2 separate regions of the Gossypium hirsutum genome follow, and region 2 is linked to region 1. A link is a contact called in public Hi-C data. All regions are on one chromosome and are shown on one strand. Each heading gives the region's core, a stretch centred on a gene start, on an enhancer-like site or on the middle of the called end of the contact. The rest is flanking DNA. Distances are from core to core; before and after follow the strand shown.

Region 1 (3,397 bases), core at 609-3,108:
AGTCTTTTTGGTCACCTAAGTAATTTGGAAAAGAAGCTCAGCATGATATCACAAGCACAATAAACTATAATCTAGCAGCAAGTTCATTAACTTTTCCACAAAGTTTCTACTAAGAAGCAGGAAGTTGACCATCCAAACATCTCACCAGAAACCCAAACAGAAAAAACTGAAACACTTTAGCACGGTAAACTGCAACTCAATAAATAAACAGAATACAGTTGGACAGCAATACCTGACTTTTATTGATAAAAGTGCCATGTGTACTGCCAAGATCATAAAGATAGGCCTCGCCACTGCTCCTAAACTGAAGCACTAGTAAAGAGAAACAATAATTAAAAATAAAAAGAAAAAAAAGCATTAGCACATTCCTATGACTATCTTTGTAATTATTCCTAGCATCCTTATATTTAATATTTGTGCATAAAACCAAAAAAAGAGAAACAGCTAGCATTACAAGGATAAAGAAGAGAAAAAGGATTTATAAGAATAAGTCACAGGTGGGGTGGTCATGAGCAGTTCTTGTACAAACGTGTAAATTGGAAATTAGAAAATGCTCCAATCATAGCCCCCATTACAAAGAAAGCTTCTAGAGGGTATAGAGTTAGCCATTTCGGAGAATTAGGATTAATCATTTCACAAGAATATAACAAATTAACAACCCAGAGATGCTATTCATGTGAGTCAATTGAATACGGTTTTATTACAAAGTAGAAACTACAAACAGCAGCCAGAAGACTTCAACAACTCAGAGAAACTGCAAGATAACATCTTTCTTGGCCAATGAAAAATATTAAATTTTGAAAAAGTTGATAGCCTCCATAATGAATTTGAAATATGTTATTCCACATAACCATAACCTAAATGATATAATCAAAACAAAGAGAATTAATCTAATAACGAAAACCCTTCGCTTCTTTTCTTGGGTATCTACTCATTTTCCGTTTACAACAATAAAACTTCTTACTAGCTAATTGAATCTACTTCATTTAGAATCCAAACAAAATAACCTCTCGTAGTCATTTTATTCTGCAAACATTTCCGACTTCACCAACCAAATTTAAGCTATTTGAATTCCTCGCTTCATGGACACTAAATGTTTACATTGTCAAATAAAAGAGATTTACCAGCATGAAACCGCGAAATAGTGGGATGCTCAAGCACAAAATCACATAGATCAATACGCCCAAACATATAAGCTCCCTTCTCAAACCTATACAAACAAATTTCACAATTTGTCAACATTCCCAAAAAAGAAAAACAAAAAGAAAAGAAGCCTTAAAAGGGTAAAAACAATTACACTTTAAATCGGTCGAGGATGCAGCCATCTTTAAGCACCTCGAGGAAGAAATGGTGACAAGGAGGTCCACTCCACGGAGGGATTGTGTAAGGCACAGAAGATTGCTTTGGATTTAAGGGCTTTTCAGTTGAATTTGGTTCTGACTTTGATGGTTTTTCTTCGTCTAGGGGATTTTGCAGGTTAGGGTTTATGGGAAGAGGTGGCGGAGGACCCATCGTGGTTTTGGCTGTTATGGGTTCGGATTCCTCTTGGGCTATCGACTCGGGTTCGGTCGAGGGGTTAGGGTTTATGGGAAGAGGTGGCGGAGGACCCATCGTGGTTTTGGCTGTTATGGGTTCGGATTGTTCTTGGGCTATCGACTCCTGTTCGGTCGAGGGTTTAGGGTTCCTGGGAGGCGGTGGACCCATCGTGGCAGTCATGGTTGCAGAGAGAGAGAGAGAGAGGGAGGGAGGGAGGGAGGGAGGTGTTGCAGAATTTTGAAGCTTGACGCGGCACAACAAGCAACGTTAAGCGGATCTAAAAATGGGTTACGGGTCAAAGGATTAAGGACGATAACTGACCGGGTCGGTTTCGGTGGACCTGGATATTGTTTTTTTGTAACAAGACCCCTCTAGTCCTTTTGGTCCCCTACAAAAATTGGCGCATTTTAATTATAGTTGAAAAGTGAGAAATTAAAAATAATTAATTATAATATTAATATATTTTATTAATTATACATAATTTTAATTAATATAAAAATAAATTTAAATTTTAATATTTATATATTTTGTCATTTTAACCTTAATTATTGTAAGATAAATTTGTTAAAATAAAACTAAATTAATAATATGTATAAATTTTATGAATTAAGTTTATTATTATATCAACTAAAATTATGTATAATTAATAGAAAATATTAATATAGTGATTACTTATTTTTAATTACTCACCTCCAAAATTGATAGAGATTAAATTATTTTAATTTTATAGGGAAGAATTTATAATTACGTGTAAAATAATTATTTTAATTAAATGAGAGTTGATTTCGATAATATAATTATACTAATTGTTTACTTGTGTAACGCATGGAGAAATTTCGTGGGTAAGAAATTGGTATTCTCATTTATTGGAAAATATAATTGAGAAATTATTTATTGATATATATTTTTAAAATAGTTAATTAATTTTATTGAAAAGAAAGTAGTTTTTATTAAAATTTGCATAATATTGAAATATATATTTATTATGCAAAAATAAAAATTACAAAATATAAATTTACCTTTTGATAAGAATAATATGTTGAGATATATCTATTCCCTCCTTCAATTATTAAAAATAAAAATATAAAATAGTATATAATATTATTGAAATAATGGAAAACAATAATTAAACATAAAAATAGACTTGCATATATGATTAGAAACTTGCTACCAAATGTATATATGCAAATATTAAATAAATACATGAGTTCAGTATATATGTTTTATGCAACTATTTTAGATAGGACTGCAACTATTTGTTCAACAATAAAATGTGTTTTGTTTTTGTGACGAAAATTATAGTTTCTTATAATATTTTATTTTGATACAATGCTTAAAATTATTTATAGCCCCTCCCATCCTAACCCTTAAATAGGAAGATAATGCGCTTCAACACACTCGGACTCATGTCCTCCTACACTAGTAACAATGTCAATATCAATCGAGTTGAGACTCAATTGATTAGTATAAACTTTTTAATTTCATTAGTTGAAATTATAATCATTAAGTTCAATCTCAAACACATTATATAAATCTATATTAATTATATTTATCTCATTTTACATATTCAATTAGGGGTGAGTAAATTTTGATTCAACTCGAAAAAATTTAAAAAAAAATTAAATTTCGAACTATTCAAATCAAATTAATCGAGTTAATCGAATCAATTTAAATTTTTATTATTTTTGAGTTCGAATCAAGTCCCCCCGCAAACCCTTTTAGTTTCCTCAAAAAAAAATTTACTTCCCTTCAAATCCCAAGAACTTTTTCCCTTTATTTTTCCTTCAAAACTTTTACTTTCCCCTAACAAATTTTACTTTCCCCAAATCTCCCAAACTTTTACTTCCTCTTAAACCCTAAG
Region 2 (3,397 bases), core at 316-2,815, 100 kb before region 1:
ACAAAAATTATAACTTCTATCATTTTAAAAGTTATGTTATTTTATTAAAATTACATTAGCGAAAGTTTTGTCTAGAAATTTGAGTTTTAAACGGGATTATTTGTAATCCCTCTAAACATTCTTAAGAATTGATTCTAATGTGGTTTTTTTAGTCAATTTTTTTGATCACCTTTAAACTTAAGTTGATCTTATTTCCCATAAATTTAAAAAGAAGTAATACCAATTAAGTTCCAACTCCCTCTTTGGGGTGTATGAATTTGGAAGCACTCTATTAATCTTGAGGGGCGGCATTTATTTCCAATTACATCGATCAAGGCGAAATCACATTTAAAATAGTGATTCTCCATGATACAATATTCATTTATTTATTTTTTCATTATTATTTAGACTTGTCAGTATTAATATTTTTGTTTTAAAGTAATAATTTTCTAACAAAATTATCTAATATACTATTATAAAATCTTTTTAAACTCTACAAATAAATTTAAAAAATAATAAAAATAGAAATATAAATAAATTTCAATCCGAAAATGATGTACTCATATTTAAAACCTACAAACTGTTAAAAAGAATCACTAAAACAGAACATCCATTTATAAAAGAAAATCTAAAATAATTTACTTTAAAATTAAATAGATTAAAAAAATAGATAAAAATATTATTTATTATGATTAACAGTGGATCTTAATATTCATTTTAAATATTATAAAATGCCCACGTGTCGATTAATGACACAGGTCACTTATGCACTATAAACTTCTTCGCTAAGTTATTTATGTATTTTAGATGAAAATTTTAGTTTAGATAATATATTTATTTACGTGTCAATCAGATTATAGCCCCTCTTAAATTCGTGTTCTCTTATATTAACAAAACATTGTAAATTATTATGTTGACATCAAAATTTTAATAATGTATAGAGCTTTTTTTTAATAAATAAGTGTGAAGTTAAATGTGCAAAATTAATATTTTAATAAAATTTTAGGTAAATTACATTATTAATTATTAAGTAAGTTTTTATTTTGGTTCCTTAATTAAAAAAGTTATAATTTGGTCATTAATTATTCGAAATTTTTTATTAAATTTTTTATTTTAGTTCATAAAAGAAAAACTTTAAAAAAGAAGAAAAAAAGGGTTTTTGATTAATACAAACTGTGTAAATAAAAAATCATATAAAATGATTTTTAACTATCAGTAAGTTGAGTTTACTCACTTATTTTAGATACAATTAAAGATTATGAAATATAAATATAAAATAACTAATTTAAGGTGAAAATAATGCTAAGCATGACCAAATTTAAACAAAGAAAAAATTCGAATCCAAGCATGGAGAGCTTAATAATTTTACCGAAAGGATTAAAATGAAATTCATGAGAAGTCACCAGCTTTTTAGGATCGCCAAAACGTCACCGGTTTAAGAAAAGAAAATAGAAAAAAGATGGAAAAGCAAAAGTAGACTTTCACTTTCTAATCAAACCGGAAAAAATCAACAAAGGTGTAAAACAAGTGCAAAATATATCTCCACCGCCTTATAGTTTTCATTTCATTCAATAAAGCCCTTCTATTCTCCCATCTCTTTACTTCCTCTAATAAACCCCTCCCTCCATCGGTACCAGATTATCTCTGTCTCTCCCTCTCTCTACTCTTTTCTTTCTTTTTCTCAAAAGAAATGGCGGATCACTTAACGCGACTCTGTCAATTCCTCGCCGAGGAGAAGCTCTCGTCCTCGTCTTCATCGCTCGATCTTCTTCTTAAGCTTCGTTCCGATGAGTCGATCAAGCTAGGGCTCCAACAGTTATACTTGATTCTTCAAACCGGCCTCCACCCGATCGAACCCGGTTCCCATCCCTTGTTTAAGTCTTGGTCCGATAATCAGATTCTCTCCCTCGCTTCTCTGGGTTCCTGTATTACCTCTGTCTTTCGATCCCTCTCAGGTTCGTTTGTTTATTTATTTATCACTTAAAGTTTTTGTTTTGAATCAATATGTAGGTTTTTAGCAATTTTTTGAGCTTCTAACTGATTAGGTAACTTTTTTTTACTGTAAAATCTCTAAAACTTATAGTCCTCTGTTTCGATTATTTTCTCTTGATTGTATTTTATTTTTGTTTCTCTTGGTTTTCTATATTCAATGCTTAGATTTTTTTTTATTGATTTTTTATATGACCGACTTTTACTTATTTTGTTTCTTAACTGAATAATGTCATGTTTCGTTTTAGTTTTTAAATGATGTAGGATTAGATCAATCAATATATTCTTTTTTGTTTGAGCAGTGGAACAATTGGAGCCGATAATTGTTGCCGTGGCAAGGAAGTTGGTGGAATTTACTGTTTCTTTTTTGGGGAAATCAGACTTCAGTGGCGACGATTTGAGTTTACAGGTACAAAAAACGGAACTTTTTTTCTATTACATAATTATTAGTTGTTATGTTAAGTTTGTATAGTCTGATTGTCCAGTCCAGTGTGATTATCTGTTATGAATGAAACAAGCGAACCACCAAGATAAAGGAGAGGTTGTAGAATAAAGAAAAGAGAGAGAACTCGAATAACAAAATTGAGGAAGAGTATTCTGGTTCCAGTTTACTGAATACATTTGCAATATTCTGCTTTTTAATTAAATGGGAACCTGCCATCTACAACCAAAAAATGGATTTTAACAACTAACTCCGCCTAATGGACAAATAGACTTATTGCGAGGCTTCTAAAACAAGCCAACTCAGGACCATTTGTAGAAAGAGCCTGCATTAACACATTCCTGTTCAAAACATCCTGCCCTCAAGGATGGAATTTTCAAAATCTGTTGAGCAAGTTAGATAGGCATTCTAACATATCATCTTTAGGAAACTATTGTTCCACTGCATGAGTAGTTCAATAACTCACTGATCACTTCTCTTTTTAACGTGCTTATCCAACAAAGCACTAGGTTCCTTCACAATAAGTTGTTGAGTTGCAGCATTAGTTTTCTGGTCAAACAGAAATTTCGGTCTCTGGTGATATACTTTTCTTCGAAAACAGCTATGGTTGCCAACATTTCCTTTCTGTATACTGAGAAAGCCTGGTTTTAGGTTGACAAGATCTTGATAACATAAGAGATTGACATACCTTTTTGACTAAGAAAGATCCTAAGCCTGCTTATCAAAGGCTTTTTGTGCTTGCTTAGTCCAGAAAAATCCTCTCCTTTTGAGTAGTTCATTAGAGGTTGAGCAATAACTCCAACCCTTTGACAAATCATCTGTTGTACTAGTAAGTAGTAGCCAAAGAGGCCTAGGAAATCTCTTAGTTCCTTCACATAACCGCTGATGGTATGACCCAAGTACTCCTTAAGGGCCACAAAATAAAAATTGGTTATACAAATAACCGATTCTCTAAATTCACTTCATAGCTCAAAACACTATTTGCAA

What was found. A called contact is a pair of places that touch in the nucleus more often than the background predicts.
Region 2: a contact with region 1 is called in a Hi-C map of leaf, with 3 times the contacts expected there. The contact joins the enhancer-like site here to the promoter of LOC107952821 in region 1. A contact is called at or near these places in 14 of 34 Hi-C or Micro-C datasets (callus, hypocotyl, leaf and 2 more).

What each region holds. Positions count from the first base shown.
Region 1 is chrA07:82,239,640-82,243,036 of Gossypium_hirsutum_v2.1, reverse strand. LOC107952821 (kanadaptin) reads right to left here and starts at 1,858. Exons shown (of 12, transcript XM_041116928.1): 1 at 1,298-1,858; 2 at 1,125-1,210; 3 at 233-304; 4 at 1-15. The coding sequence starts at 1,325.
Region 2 is chrA07:82,341,704-82,345,100 of Gossypium_hirsutum_v2.1, reverse strand. It overlaps the pseudogene LOC121203735. Among protein-coding and RNA genes, the nearest start is that of LOC107952823, 16 kb to the right of the region's middle. Within about 2 kb of position 1,565, at least 6 of the 9 cell types and tissues checked have an H3K27ac peak or open chromatin away from gene starts, as enhancers often do. A contact at or near this core is called in leaf, where this site is marked.